Linked DNA regions of Mus musculus: region 2 is linked to region 1. The links are chromatin contacts, called in public promoter capture Hi-C maps. All regions are on one chromosome and are shown on one strand. The core of a region is the stretch at or near the end of the contact, and the rest is flanking DNA. Distances in the headings are between cores, read along the strand shown. Region 1 holds the start of Zkscan8 (zinc finger with KRAB and SCAN domains 8). Region 2 holds the start of H3c11 (H3 clustered histone 11).

What was found. Promoter capture Hi-C pulls out the DNA fragments that hold promoters and counts their contacts.
Region 2: a promoter capture Hi-C map of pre-B cells shows a contact between it and region 1, with 3 times the contacts expected there. The contact joins the promoter of H3c11 here to the promoter of Zkscan8 in region 1. A contact is called at or near these places in 4 of 39 promoter capture datasets (the HPC-7 cell line, cranial neural crest, liver and 1 more), 3 of 484 Hi-C or Micro-C datasets (CD4 T cells, cranial neural crest and pre-B cells), 1 of 115 datasets of contacts at active chromatin or transcription factors (bone marrow-derived macrophages) and 2 of 9 other capture datasets (adipose tissue and liver).

Annotation. Positions count from the first base shown.
Region 1 is chr13:21,529,721-21,532,736 of GRCm38.p6, reverse strand. Zkscan8 (zinc finger with KRAB and SCAN domains 8) reads left to right here and starts at 1,623. Exons shown (of 6, transcript NM_139141.4): 1 at 1,623-1,792. Gm32724 (a long non-coding RNA gene) reads right to left here and starts at 1,668. Exons shown (of 5, transcript XR_001780870.1): 1 at 1,583-1,668.
Region 2 is chr13:21,782,053-21,784,780 of GRCm38.p6, reverse strand. It overlaps H3c11 (H3 clustered histone 11), which reads left to right and starts at 1,384. Exons shown (of 1, transcript NM_178207.2): 1 at 1,384-1,866. The coding sequence starts at 1,411. The coding sequence ends at 1,821.

The DNA.
Region 1 (3,016 bases), core at 374-2,873:
CAAGCAGACCTGGAGTCAGGAGTAGATGCAGAGGCTATGGAGAAGGCTGTTTACTGTCTTGCTTCCCCTGCTTTGTCCAGCCTTCGCTCTTATAGAACCAGGACTATCATCCATGGATGGCATCACCCAGAATAGACTGTGCCCTCCTCCATTGATCACCAATTGAAAAAATGACCTACAGCTGGATCTCATGGAGGCATCTTCTCAACTGAGGCTCTTTCCTCTCTGATGAATCTAATTTATGTCAAGTTGACACACAGAACCAGCCAGTACATGTAATAAATGCAGAAAAACCTTCATTCAACAAGAACATCTTGTTGGAAATTATAGAACACACACTGAAGTCCTATAAACATAGAGTATGGGAAAGATCTCAGTGGGCACAGAGGTGTTATTAAACATCAGAGAATCCATATAGGCTAAAACCCTATGGGTACATAAAGTGTGGAAAGCCTGTATAAGTTAGGCTCTAACTAGGTATCAGAGAATTTATAGAGTAAATTAGTTCTACTAAAAAGAGAACAGTACCAAAAATTACTTAGTGCTCAGGATTAATAGACAGAATCTACCTTAGAGACCACGAGTGCCCATAATGTGGGCAAAACTTCAATCATCATTTAAAAACTTGAATCAAAGAATATGAGTCAAATATTCTTTTATTTCTAATTTAGTTGTTTTGAAAGAGGAATCAACTTCAGAAGGCTTTAACCTATTTGTATTGACTTACATTTATAATACCAATTTTATAATCCCAAATTTATAATCACTTGATTTATGCTTTTAATCCCAACACTTGGGAAGGTGAGGCAGGAAGTTTGCCCTGCGGCCAGCTAGGGCTACAGAGAGACTTGATCTAAACTAGCAAAACAACAAAATGTAACCCTGTCTATTGTGTTCACTTGTGACCCAAGCTTGGCAATTCCTGGCTGAATATGACTTCTCCCTTCTGTTCTAGTTCTTTGCTTGTCCATTCGTTTATATGACACTAGGTAAGACATTCACATGTCCTCTGCCTCATTTCCTCGAGATGAGAATGAGATTCACCAACTCTATCTCAACAAGTTGAAACAGATAAAAGTTGTCTTTGACATTAAAAAGTAAACCAATGTTCATTGTTTTCCACCAATTTTCTATTTAAATTTTAAGTTAGGGGTCTGGTTATTTTGTAGACGTTTTGTTGTTTCCAACCATAAGTATCTGGAGGATGAGAACACTCATAGTCAAAGAGAAAGCAATGGTCAGTAGGAACTTTATAAATATACTACTGTTCCTAGGAACTACAAAGGTTTAAATTCTTCAATACGCAGTGAAAGTTGGGAATTTGGAGTAATCATGAAGCATTAATGGGAAAGCACAAGGTAACTAAGAAGAATAAAGAGAAATCCGTTAAGTATACTCCTGAGCCCAGCGCAGGCCTCTGGATCTGTGATCAGCCACCCAACTCTTAAACTTGTCACCTGAAGCCCGAGGCTGGCCAGACAAAAGCTTAGGTGACTTAAAGCTATGTCACTCCTCAGGATGTCCCGCATAGCCGCCCTCCACCTGGTGTAGCTGAGGGCGCTCGGTCCTTTTGCTGGCCTACCATAGAGCTGTCAGACCTCCGAGCTTCCTAGAGAGCTTCCGGAAGTGGCTGTGGGGCAAGATGCGTGCTGCCCGGCTCTGCGGCTCCAAGGGTTTGGAACTTAGCGGCTGCAGGGGTCCCGCTCGGGTTCGGTGTCCGTCGCGTCTCCTCGCGCGCTTCCCTGTCCGCGCTGTGCCGCCTCCCGCCCTCGGGCAGCGTGGGGAGCTCTCGGTGAGTGCGCTGGGCCGAGCAGGGGCGCTCGGGCAGCGGAGGCCCGAGAGCGGGGAGCGGGTCGGTTCAGGGCCTGCCGCCGCTGAGCAGGCCGACACCCGGCCCCAACTTCCTACGGGATGGCTCTCCTCATCGCCAGTCATCATGTATATAATTTTGCACTCGCTCTTACTTGTAAAGCCGGCCCGTGTACCAACTGTTTCTACTCAGCAGTTTTGCCGATCGGTCTCAAAATTCATTTTTAAAGATAATAATTTTTTTCTTTTGAAGCCTCTACCCCACGTGGAAATCTTTGATTTTTTTTTTTTTTGTTACTCTTTTTTTTTTTTTTCTACCCATAAAAGAAGTATATTATGAAAGTAGTTCATGTAATGGCTGAACAGTTGTATGCAAAAGAAATACTTTAAGTAATTCTGGGGTAACAAAATTAAACCTTATTCAGAATACTTTGCTTACCTAGTTTATTAAAGCTAACTGAAATAGAATCTTGAAAATTCGGTAGGTTCCCATTCCCAAAACTCGGGTCATTCATGAGTAATCTCTGTTGGATTTCTAAGACGTTGACCACCACTTGACCACATACTTCTATTTGTCCGATTCACTTAAGTATTGCTATGCAGCAATCATCATTTTAGTGAATGTGCACGTTTTGAGTTCCTTGTGGTTAAATATAAAAATGTCAGTCTTAAAAGCATTCATCAAAGCAACTTCCTTGAGAAGCCCATAGCCACGCTTGTGCGTCTGGCCCTCTCCTGAGTGCCTTTCTCCTAACCCTCATGCTCAAGCCTTATTAAAATAACTTTTAAAATCTCCAAAACAAACAAACAAAATGAATGAATGCCATTTCAGATAACTACAAAGCATGTTTGTTTCATCTACTTCTTCTTAATCTCTAAAACCTGGAGATTATCATTCCTGGTTTGTATTCGGTTCTCAGACATCTCTCAAGTTTAATTAATCAGAAAGGAAAGTACATCTCCTGCATCTCTTGAGAAGCCAGTATTTGAGTTGTGCCTTCCTTAGTTTTCAAGGCTTTAACATTTTCGATCCCGAATAAGCCTAAGATTGTTGCCTTTCCGTTCATAAGGCAATCATCCTGACCAGATGTTCTTCAAGGATGGTGTGTAGGGATCAGTGTTTCTCTGTAGGTACTTTCCAACACTGCAATGTGTATGCACAAAATTATTAGAGAGGAGAATGAAATGGCCATGTATGTTGGTGCAT
Region 2 (2,728 bases), core at 135-2,634, 250 kb before region 1:
CAGCACAAAGATGGAGTTTGAATCTCTCCTTCCCAAATAATTACATATGGAAAAAAAAAACCAACCCATTTTGGCAAAGTGTGGGAGCTCAGGGGCACATCTAAGCTTCAACTACACTGATACACCTTTACCATTCTAATTCGCAGGCTGTTTAGCTTTTGTTATAAAGAAAGCACTTTGCACATCTGACATTGTCAGAAACATTTGTCTTCAGCCCTCTTAGGCTCTGAGTACATCAACCAAGCACAAAGACTACGCTGTGAGTGAAGGCAGGTTAGGCGCCTGACTCGTAAAGGATGACCTGTGGGTAGCTCCGAATGTGGGGTGGATAGAGCTATTTTCAAATGAGCGTCTTCAGCAGTTCTTTTTTCCTGATAATCTTGGTAAGGTTCTCTGGTAAACAGCAAGTAAATATTGCTTGTGCCTGATATTCCCAATTAGGCAAAAAGCCTGTTCATAAAACAACATGCTTACTGTCTGATCTTATTGCTTTTGTTTCTGGCAAATTTGACCACATTAAGTGGGGGAAAGGGCCTGGGTAAAAAAAACGGCACCAAGCACTCCCGAAAAGTCATGTGCTGAATATCACCAAGCCTGCCATCGTCTTCCTGGCTCAGCAGGATCATCAGATCACCCCTTGCTGAGTTACTCCAAAGGCTGCCTTAGTCTCCTAGAGCTGTATACATAGTGTGTGTGTGTTGGGCGGTGGGGTGGGGCTGCTATCTGTGAATTCCCAGCGTTCGCTTTTAACCTTGAATGGTGTAACTTTGTAACTTGTAAATAATGAATGCCAACCTGGGAATGCCCCTGTCCCCTACAGTGTTGCTGTAGAAGAGTAACAGAATCTCAAAGCCTTCTGGATCTCAAAGCCCTAGTAAGTTGCAGATACACTGATTTTGAATTTTTTTCGCGCCAAAATCGCAACCGCTGAAAGGCAGTATCAATTGCAACTTCTAAAAGTTTCCGGTCATAAAAGTGTTGCAAGCAGTTTTTGAGCGAAATCAAGTGTAAGAAGTGCTCATGACTCCAGGAATAACTTTTTTTTTTTTTTTTTTTTTGTTAATTTTCCTTTCAGATTTCTTTCCATTAAATTTCTGCCCCCAAATAACGGTGCTCTTGTTTAAATAAATAGCGAAGAGGTCTTTTGACCTCCAAAGCCAACATTATCTCGAGATGATAAATTCTGGGAGTTGCTAGAGTAATTGTTATGTAAAAAGATGAAATTTGTACGTTAAATATAAAATGTAGGCAACGTTTTTCCTTTCCTTACTCGGTTTAAACGCGGACCAATCCCCTGTCTGGAACTATGATGTCAGCAGTTTACTGTCCAATCCAAAAGGGTGGCTTGTTATATATATACTTGGGCTTTTCCATCTCAACACCACTTTATTCACTTTCTAGTGTACTGAGATGGCTCGTACTAAGCAGACCGCTCGCAAGTCCACCGGCGGCAAGGCCCCGCGCAAGCAGCTGGCCACCAAGGCCGCCCGCAAGAGCGCCCCGGCCACCGGCGGCGTGAAGAAGCCTCACCGCTACCGTCCCGGCACCGTGGCGCTGCGCGAGATCCGGCGCTACCAGAAGTCGACCGAGCTGCTGATCCGCAAGCTGCCGTTCCAGCGCCTGGTGCGCGAGATCGCGCAGGACTTCAAGACCGACCTGCGCTTCCAGAGCTCGGCTGTCATGGCTCTGCAGGAGGCCTGTGAGGCCTACCTCGTGGGTCTGTTTGAGGACACCAACCTGTGCGCCATCCACGCCAAGCGTGTCACCATCATGCCCAAGGACATCCAGCTGGCCCGTCGCATTCGCGGGGAGAGGGCGTAATTCCCCTACCTGTTAATAACAAAAGGCTCTTTTCAGAGCCCCCTCCTTTGTCACCAAAAAGCGGCTGTTTACCTACCTCAGGTCCAACATCTATCATGTTTTCCAGTATCTGAGCATATGTGCTACATCCTCCTAAGGTGTTCAAATATAGGTGAGGTTAGTTTACAATCTAGAGGCATGTGCCTTTGAAACAACCTGACTTCAAGGTGGCAGTCAACTAAAATGTGTGGAAGTTAGCTCCTACAGCAAATCTGTAGATTCATGCTTTCTGGATACTATATAGTGCTACTGGTTAATGCAAAATCCCCAGGCGTGTTCCCTAAGTCTGCAAATTGCTTTCATAAGGAACATTACTTGATTAGTGTGTTTATTTGGGGGGGGGGGCAAGGTTTGGAATTTGGCAATCTTGAACCCTTTTAAGTGCTAACATTGGCCCTTTGTAATTAGCTTCATGCTGTGACAAGTTTGAGTCAATATGTCTGACGTACGTGGTTTTCTTTTAACCATATATGGCTTGCCGGTTTTGTACACCATTCCCAGAGTATGTGTAACAAATATGTTGGATTCTTTAGCAGCCTTGCCAGCCTCTGTACTGTTAAGACAGCCTCCTTTATTTTATTTATTTATAGATAAGGACTCAAAAGTAGCCCAGTGCTCAACGTTGGACTTGCTTGAATATGTAGCACGGAAAACCTTGTAATCCTAATCTTGCTTCAGTTATAATCGATAGGATTATAGGTGTGCCCCAATAAATTATGCTTAAGAAAGATTGCTATTGTCCAAAACAAAACAAAGCAAAACCCCAGACTGTGTTTCTTTGGAAAACAAAGTAATAAAATTATTTGTGATTTATTAATGCCCTTTATTAAACTAGTACAAATCTTGTACATCTTTCCTCACCCAAAGC